2 separate regions of the Mus musculus genome follow, and region 2 is linked to region 1. The links are chromatin contacts, called in public promoter capture Hi-C maps. All regions are on one chromosome and are shown on one strand. The core of a region is the stretch at or near the end of the contact, and the rest is flanking DNA. Distances in the headings are between cores, read along the strand shown.

Region 1 (4,010 bases), core at 896-3,395:
TCCACTGGAGAGAGAGAGAGAGAAAAACAAAACAAAACAAAACACAACTTGACTGTATTTTCTCTAGAGAACGACACTATGATTCGATTAGCCTTTTTCCTTGACATTTTGCCCACTTTATTAACTTCTGCTCTGCTTTTAGGCAGGCAACTACTGTTTCACTTCCCTGAAGAAGCACATAATATTATAATTCAAGTGTCAGGACAGATTAGGTTAAACGAACTGTGTAATTCCCGAAGGAAAACAAACTTCAAAACGGACGCGGTTAGCCTTGTAACACACCACGGATTGCATTAGCGTCCAGCCGGCGAGCCCGTCACCTAATGTGCTAAAGTTGGCTCTGATGTCCCCTTCTCTCTGCAAGGTGAGAAATTACTTAGCTAACAAAATATTCCGTTTCCCCCCCAACCCCTCTTTGCATTCTTTCTTTATGAGATCCCGAATTGTGACATTCGCACCGAAAAAAAAAATCTCTGCGCTTATTTGTGAAAAATGTATATTAAAACCAAAACCCATCACATGGAGAGAGGTCCCAGATGGTTTTATTCACAAGCAGTAGAATTAATGGCCTCTCTTCTCTTTATAAATATTAGAAGCAGATGAGTTCATTAGGATTGTGCCGTAATAAAGAAAACCTGCTTATTCTGACAAGACAGCCACTTATCTAATCTATCTACCGAGTAACAAAGCTACTTCCGGCCTGTAAAACCCAGCGGACTCATCGGCGTTACCTGCGCTGTTTCGAGATTAATGAAAAACACGCCAGTTCCACATTCTGCAAAAGAAAGGTTTCGGGTGGCAGTGGTGGAGCAGAGATGGAATTCAAGGGATTTCTTTCTTTCTTTCCTTTTTTTTTTTTTTTTTTTTTTTTTTTAAATGTGAGTGATTTTGAAAAGCGAGGGTTTTGAAATGTTTACTTTGTGGTGGTTTGAAATTTTTACATCTTTCAACAAAGAGGCCAGAGAAGTGAAAACACGTGAAAAGAGTTTCTGAAAAGCACGATTCAGCAGAAGTTGGGTGAAGCCGCCGAGGGTCCTTTATCTGGGGCAATCTGTGCGCGTCACGGGGTAGGGGAGGCCCAGAGCTCAGCCCCACTGGCCCACCCGAGCCTGCTGGAGGCCCTGGGCTCCCGCTTCAAAGCGCAGTTGGAGAAGCGTCTTGGGAGGGAATCGGACACCTCGCTCTGGGGACCTTTATGCCCAAGCACTGTCGCCTGATGTGGTCATCTCGTTAGTCATGGGAAGCCCAGGGAATTTCTGTTTGTGCCTCTTTCCACACTTATTAAGCAAGAAGTGGGAGGCCGACATGAGAAACCAAAAGATGTTTGTGGTCCCCTGGGCTGCATCTCTTGGGACCACAGCTTATCCATCACTGCAGAGGCATTGCGGAGAAATGGAAAGAGTCAACCGTGCCCAGAGGGGGAGAAAGTGAGCACTCAGGGGCTCCCTGTCTGCTGTATCTTGGCTGGGCTCCCGTGGAAGGGCGTGGGCTCCGAGTCTGAGAAGGGAATGCCTTTGGGGGAGCCAAGCCGCAGCTTAGGAAGATCGGCATGTCACCAGGTTCGGTTGTCTCATTATGTAGCTCAGACCTTTCCCCCCACTTTCCCTAGCAAGGGACCAGCAAGAAGCTGTCATACAGAACTCAGGCACCTGTACAGACCTGTCTCTGTTGTGGGAGAAGACCAAGATGGAACTACCCTCCTCCTCTCCTCTTCTCATCTCCCCCCCCAGCCCCCCAATGCTAGGGTTGGAATCTAGTATTTCATACTTCCTAAGCAAGTGCAGAACTCTAGGTTCTAAGCAGTTCCTTTAGTCCACCAAGTCCCAGTACCTCCGCATCATGTCAGAACCCGCTCTCGCTGGCTGTCCTGTGTCCTGTTCTCTTCCTCTCGGGGCTGCAACACTCCCAGAGGCCCAGGTGGAATTCTGAATTGCGAGATCATCAGACTGGCCCCTCGTGCCCCAATCCCACATGTAATCAAACTTCTGGGCAGATTTTTTGAGGGAAGCAACAAGTTTGAGCCAAGACCCCATGATTGAAATTCTCCAATAAATCCCTCCCAGCTGAGCCCTGAGGGTCTGTAGCTAGCTTCAGCAAGGAGGGATGGTGTGAAGGGTTTCTTTTTTCTTTCTTTTTTTTTTTTTTTGCAAACTTCAAACAGGACCTGGGGTTGTGGGGGAGGAGGAGGGCTATGCTGAGAGAGGAGGCCACAGACCAAGGGCTCAGAGTTAATTAAAGAGCCTGCATGCTTACACCTATAAACTCAGCCTTCTCTGTACATTAAAGCCCTCTGCTTTCTTTCTTGTAGGGCCACCTCTCGTGGTGAGTCTGGAAGTAGAACTAGACTCAAGCCATACTGTTTGATTTTTGTTTTTGTTTTTTTTTTTTTTTTTGCAGCCCCTGGAAGGTTCTAGCCAGAGCACTTTGCCCTTCTACCAGGAGCTAAGACTGTGTTCAATTGCTTTATTAAACATTGAGAATCTACAATTTCCCAAAGTAGGCCTGGGCACATCCCTCGGGGTGTGTGGGCCACCACCTCGCCCATTTGTCAGGCAAGGAAAGTGAGGTTCAGAGAGGCAAAGTGACCAACTGAAGAGCATATTGTGATCAGGAAGAAGTCAGGACTAGACCGCATAATCTTCTGTCAATGGCTAGGGCAGGGACCAACAAGGGACATGCTGCCCTCACCCCAGCCCTGCCCCCTTGCACTGCCGGTGACATTCAATCAGGTGCTGGTGATGCCTGGGCCAGCAGGCCGGGCAGGGCCTCCTCAGCCTCCCAACGACAAATGGTTCTCGTTTGAAAGGGAGGTTATAAAAACACGTGCCCAGAGACACTGTCAGGGAAGGGGGATTAATCTCACTCCAGTCAAAGACCATATTCCAAATATTTTTCTGGGGGTGGGAGGGAGTGGGGGCAGGGATCAGCCCTATCTGGGAAGGCAGTCAGGTTCCTGGGGTGCCCCACAGGCTGGGCTCCAGGAGGCAAGTGATGATGCAGAACAGTCAGGCCAGGGTTCCATGTATGGACCCGGCGAGGCTGGGTCCAATCAAGACCACTGCTTGGAGGCATGGTGCCTCCAGGCTAGCTTTGCAGGCGCTCGCCAGGCTGGCTTGGATATTCACACTGTGTCCGGGGTCTTGGCTGTGTTTCAGAGCCCTGTGAGTTGCTGAAGGAAAGGATTAGAAGCCTGGGACATTTTTATTTTCTGGATGGTGTCAAAGGCTGAGTGTTTTCTCCTGGCCTCTGGAGCAGAGAGGACCCCAAAGACCAGCCAGGGGGGTGGTCTTGCCTCTATGCCTTTTACCTGGACAGGAGTCAAGTCACCCAGAAGCGCTAGCTTTTCGGCTCTCAGACTTGGGGATCCAGGTCCTTATGTGACTCTGGGATTCCAGGCATAGTCTCTTAGGGGTACAGGCCTGAGGTTTCCAACGGTCCTATTTATTGAGGGCATAAAGGTCTAAAGTGGTGTGCTATTTGTTTATCCATACCCTGGAAATAAAAAACCTTGGAAGGACTTTTACTGAGCCCATTTTCCAACAGGGTAAATTGAGACTTGGGGATGTACAGGTAGAAACCAAAAAGCAGAGACATGTCTGCTTAACCTTCTAAACATCTTTTCAAAGCAAGGACAGTTAACTACTCATTTCACTGATGCAGAAGCTGAGGATCAAGAATCTAACTTATCCAAGCCCTGCCCTGCTGGCAAGGGGTGGGACTCTCGGGCAGTGAGGACGGGGACTCCACAGTGGGCTGGCATCTTTCCAAACGCACGTCAGCAGCATGCAGACAGCAGATTTGTCTTCCATCTGTTAAAGAAGCCCCATGTTGCTCGGCTTTCTGCGTGAGAAGTCCTGAGAGCCCTAGATTCATGGTAGCGCAAGTGAGGTCAGAAGCATCCCCGTGGGGTCTCATGAGGGCTGGCACCAGGCCATGTGTGCTTAGCCCAGAGATCTAGTGTGTTCCGACTGGGAGCAATGGGCCCTCACCCAGGCTATCCAGTGCTAGAA
Region 2 (4,010 bases), core at 1,045-3,544, 1.1 Mb after region 1:
TTCCCTACAGAGCCATGAGGGTCCTTGTAGCCTGTAAGATAAAGCAAATTAACAATCTCCATGATGCTGGCACAGTGAAACATACAATCTTAGCTTCTTAGAGGCTGCCCTTACAAGATAACTAAGTTAGAGATCAACCTGGGAAATATGTGATCATGGAATGCTCAACTAAAGTCTAAGCTTCCATTTGTAAAACAGAAGCTATTCTAACTTAGCAGTGTGCGAATCAGAAAAGCTGCAGTGATACGGCACATCTAAGCCGCTAACTGCTTCCTTAGCTCTTTTCTTTCTGCACACCCCCCTTGCTATCTTGTGCCTCTCACCCTTCTCAATGTAAACACTTAACTTGTTCTGCAGTCCTCAACAGAAACAATCACAAAGCTCTGAGGAAATGTGTAGTATGATAAACATTCCTAAATTGGGAGATGAGAGCATGAATTTGGTTTCTGCTTCTAAGCAATTATATTTATGTTGGTCCTAATAACTGAAGCAGCGCCTAAAAATATCACGCTTGATTCTAACATGGTTCATAGAAGAAGTCAATACTACTGCCCTTACCAACAAAGAGGCTAGGGCCCAAGAGGCAGGGTGGCTCAACCAGAGTTACACAGGAGCAGCAGCTCAGTAGTACCCAATCTCCACCTGCATCTTCTACAGGCAAGGCATTATGGGTGTAAACTCAATGTTTTCCCTCCTTCTAGTCTGCATAACCTATGCAGGTAAGGAATCAAGGCTTCAGGCCTGTGAGATGAAGTGCTTACTGAAAAGCCTGATGACCTGGGTTGGATACCCAAAACCCACGTAAATTTGGGGGGAGAAAACTGACTCCATAAAGCTGTATGCAAAACCACGCACGCACACACTGGCATATACATGCTCCCTCCAACATCCTACATAGACACAGACATATAGACACACTAAAAATCATTTTTTTAAAGAACAAAAAATAAATACTCATTGTTGTTGGGAAGGTTGTCTCCTTGCCTCCCCTTTCACAACCAGTTAAAAGGTAGGCCAGGCGTGGTGATACATGCCTTTAATCCCAGCCCTCGGAGGCAGAAGCAGGCTCTGTGAGTTTGAGGCCAGTCTGGTCTACACAGAGGATTATGTGTACAGAAAAGTATTCTGTGAATATTGAGGAAGCTGATTAAATATTGCTTCAAGAGAGAACTGGAAAGAAAAGGGATGAAGTCCCTTTTAACAAAACATCTTTTTGTATTTAAAACCATGTGACTACACTATTGTAAAGATCTTTTCCTCCTTTTGCTTGTGATATTTAGAAAATTGTTTTTACTGTTCCTTTTTGTTTTGCTTTTTGTTTTATTTTGTTTTTTGAGACAGGCTTTTGCAGTGAAGCCCAGACTGGTCTCACAATTCACAAGACTGGAGTGCTGGGACTGCTGGAGTCCACAACCACCCTTGGCCTAAAAGCCATTAATTTAGAGACTAATCTTTTAAACCTTTGAAAGAATACAAATAATGTTTATAAAACACGGGCTCTGAAATTTCACTTGTTGGGTAACCATGGGCAAATCATTTCTTGTGTTTCAAGCCAAATTTCCTCACTTGTAAACTGTCGCCTGGTACTGTTTTACCTACAAGATTGTTAGGGTTAAACAGCGTTCTGTACAGTATCTGGCACACTATAAGCCTACAATAAATGCCAGTTACTGTTATAATGTAGTACTAATACTGTCATTTCTCCCCTTTTAAAAAGAAGCATCATCTCAAATACACACCTGTTTTCAAGGCATACACACAAGCATGGTGCCTTCCTACACATACTACTACGTTCTGCATTTTATAAACCACCTGTCCACATTTCATCATCTTTAATTAATTAAAGTGCTAGCCTTGGGGCATCAATGTTAACTCGTTTCGCGGCTAGGAAAAACCGAAGCACCAGAAGGCAGGAACTCTTAGCTCTAATTTTCCTGTCTAAAATTAACTCCGAGTCTCTCAGCCCGTTCGTGACTCCCTTGGTCCCCTGCTCCTGGAGCCGTGTTCCGCGCGGCACTGACCTGAGCGAGCGCCCCGGGGCCCGGGACCTCGCGCCGGGCTCACACCGACTAGGCGCGCTCGGGCCGCCAGAGCGTCGCAGCGGCCGGGTCCGCTCCACAGCCATGGCGCCTGCGGGGAAAGGGAGAAAACAGGCCGGGGCGGCGGGTCAGTAACGCCGCGGGCGCTGGGGATTCCTGTCCAGCCCGGCCCGGCCAATCGCAAATACAGACCTGGACCTACGGCCGCTGCTCTGGGTCCGCAGCCTCACAGGGGAGCGGCTTCCGGTGCTGCTGCGTCATCTCCGCGCGCCATTCCGGCGCCCAGCGTCGGGCGGAAGCGGCTCTACTTCCGTCTCTGCCCTCCAAGTACCTGGGAAAGAATGGCCCCGACTGTGGAAAAGGGCCGAACATGTGCTGTACCACCGTCTGCGCTTACACCTTATGATCCTGAGCAAGGTGGACCTCTAGATTTGCACAATGTTTATTTTCCTCATCTACTTTTTTTTTTTAACCAAGTTAGGGTAATATTTCACAGGAGAGAAAGGGCTAAGGCTCCAAATCCACATGTGACGATATTCAAACAGCCCATTGACACCTGGCACCTCCCAAACACGATTCTGACACAGCTGAACAAATCCCTAACTGCGCGAGGTCTATGTCTAGTCGTAGGAGGAAGACAGGACAAATAACAAAGTATACTGCAGGAAGCAAGGACAAAACATGGTAAGGGAGTTGGGTAGGGGCTGGGTTAAGCTCGAATCCCAGGACATACATGCACGCTGTCCAAACGTGGCCACTTAGCCACGGAGACAGCTGTTCTCCGAAGCGCTTGTTACATATCAGCTAACTAGCGTGAAGCCTTTAGTCCCCCCAGATAGAAGTGGTAAGCAAGAAGCTCTATAAATGCTGCTGTGTGAAAGCTTTGCCTGTCTGTTTGATGGGACAAGGTTTTTCTGTAACTCTGGCTGACCGGGACCTCGCTCTGTAGACCAAGCTGGTCTTGAACTCAAAGATCTGCCTGCCTCTCCCAATAGCTTGGGACTAATGAATGGTGTGCGCCATCATTGCCCAGTTTTTGGTTTGTTTGTTTTTGTTTTTCCTATTTAAAGCTTTTGTTTCCCTTGGGTTTTTTTTTTTTTTTTTTTTTTTTTTTTGGGTTTTCGAGACAGGGTTTCTCTGTGTAGCCCTGGCTGTCCTGGAGCTCACTTTGTAGACCAGGTTGGCCTCGAACTCAGAAATCCCCCTGCCTCTGCCTCCCGAGTGCTGGGATTAAAGGCGTGCGCCACCACGCCCGGCTAGGGTTTTTTTTAAGAGTTATTTATTTTATGCGTATGAGTACGCTGTAGTTGTGAGCCTTCATGTGGATGATGGGAATTGAATTTAGGACCTCTGCTCACTCCGGTCAACCCCGCTCCCTATGTGAGACCGGCGCTCGCTCAGTCCCAAAGATTTGTTATTATAAATAAGTACACTGTAGCTGTCTTCAGACGCACCAGAAGAGGGCGTCAGGTCTCATTACAGGCGGTTGTGAGCTACCGTGTGGTTGCTGGGATTTGAACTCAAGACCTTCAGAAGAGCAGTCAGTGCTCTCACCCACTGAGCCATCTCACCTGCCCTGTTTTCCCTTGTTTTACAGCAGCCGCCAGAGCAACAAGGCGAGAAGGGCAAATGCTAGGAGGAAAGGGAGAAGGAGTTAACAGTTCTTATACAAGCCTTGGGTGTCTGGTCTCTTAGATCTAATTAGATCTCTTAGATCTGTAGATCTAATTCCTTAGCCCTTAACGCCTGCTAGTGTTGCAACTCTTGGCCCACAATCCCTGAGAATCTTGGCTTTAAAGACTTGACAACCAAGCTAGAGATAGTGGCCCGGGTGCATACTCCCAGCACTTTAGAGGCAGAGGTAGCATAATCAAGAGCTCAAGGTCTCCTTTCCGGGTTGGGGAGGTGAGCAGGACCCACAGTCTCCCTTCTCAGTTGTTACAAACTTTTCTTCTTCAGCCCTCTCTTGCT

The links. Promoter capture Hi-C pulls out the DNA fragments that hold promoters and counts their contacts.
Region 2: a contact with region 1 is called in a promoter capture Hi-C map of the 3T3-L1 cell line, with 4 times the contacts expected there. The contact joins the promoter of Fbxw2 here to the promoter of 9430024E24Rik in region 1. A contact is called at or near these places in 2 of 39 promoter capture datasets (the 3T3-L1 cell line and maxillary cranial neural crest).

What each region holds. Positions count from the first base shown.
Region 1 is chr2:33,716,805-33,720,814 of GRCm38.p6, forward strand. It overlaps 9430024E24Rik (a long non-coding RNA gene), which reads right to left and starts at 2,146. Exons shown (of 2, transcript XR_374262.3): 1 at 1,831-2,146; 2 at 1-4.
Region 2 is chr2:34,823,941-34,827,950 of GRCm38.p6, forward strand. It overlaps Fbxw2 (F-box and WD-40 domain protein 2), which reads right to left and starts at 2,295. Exons shown (of 8, transcript NM_013890.4): 1 at 2,232-2,295; 2 at 2,022-2,130. It also overlaps a transcript of Gm34653 not described here.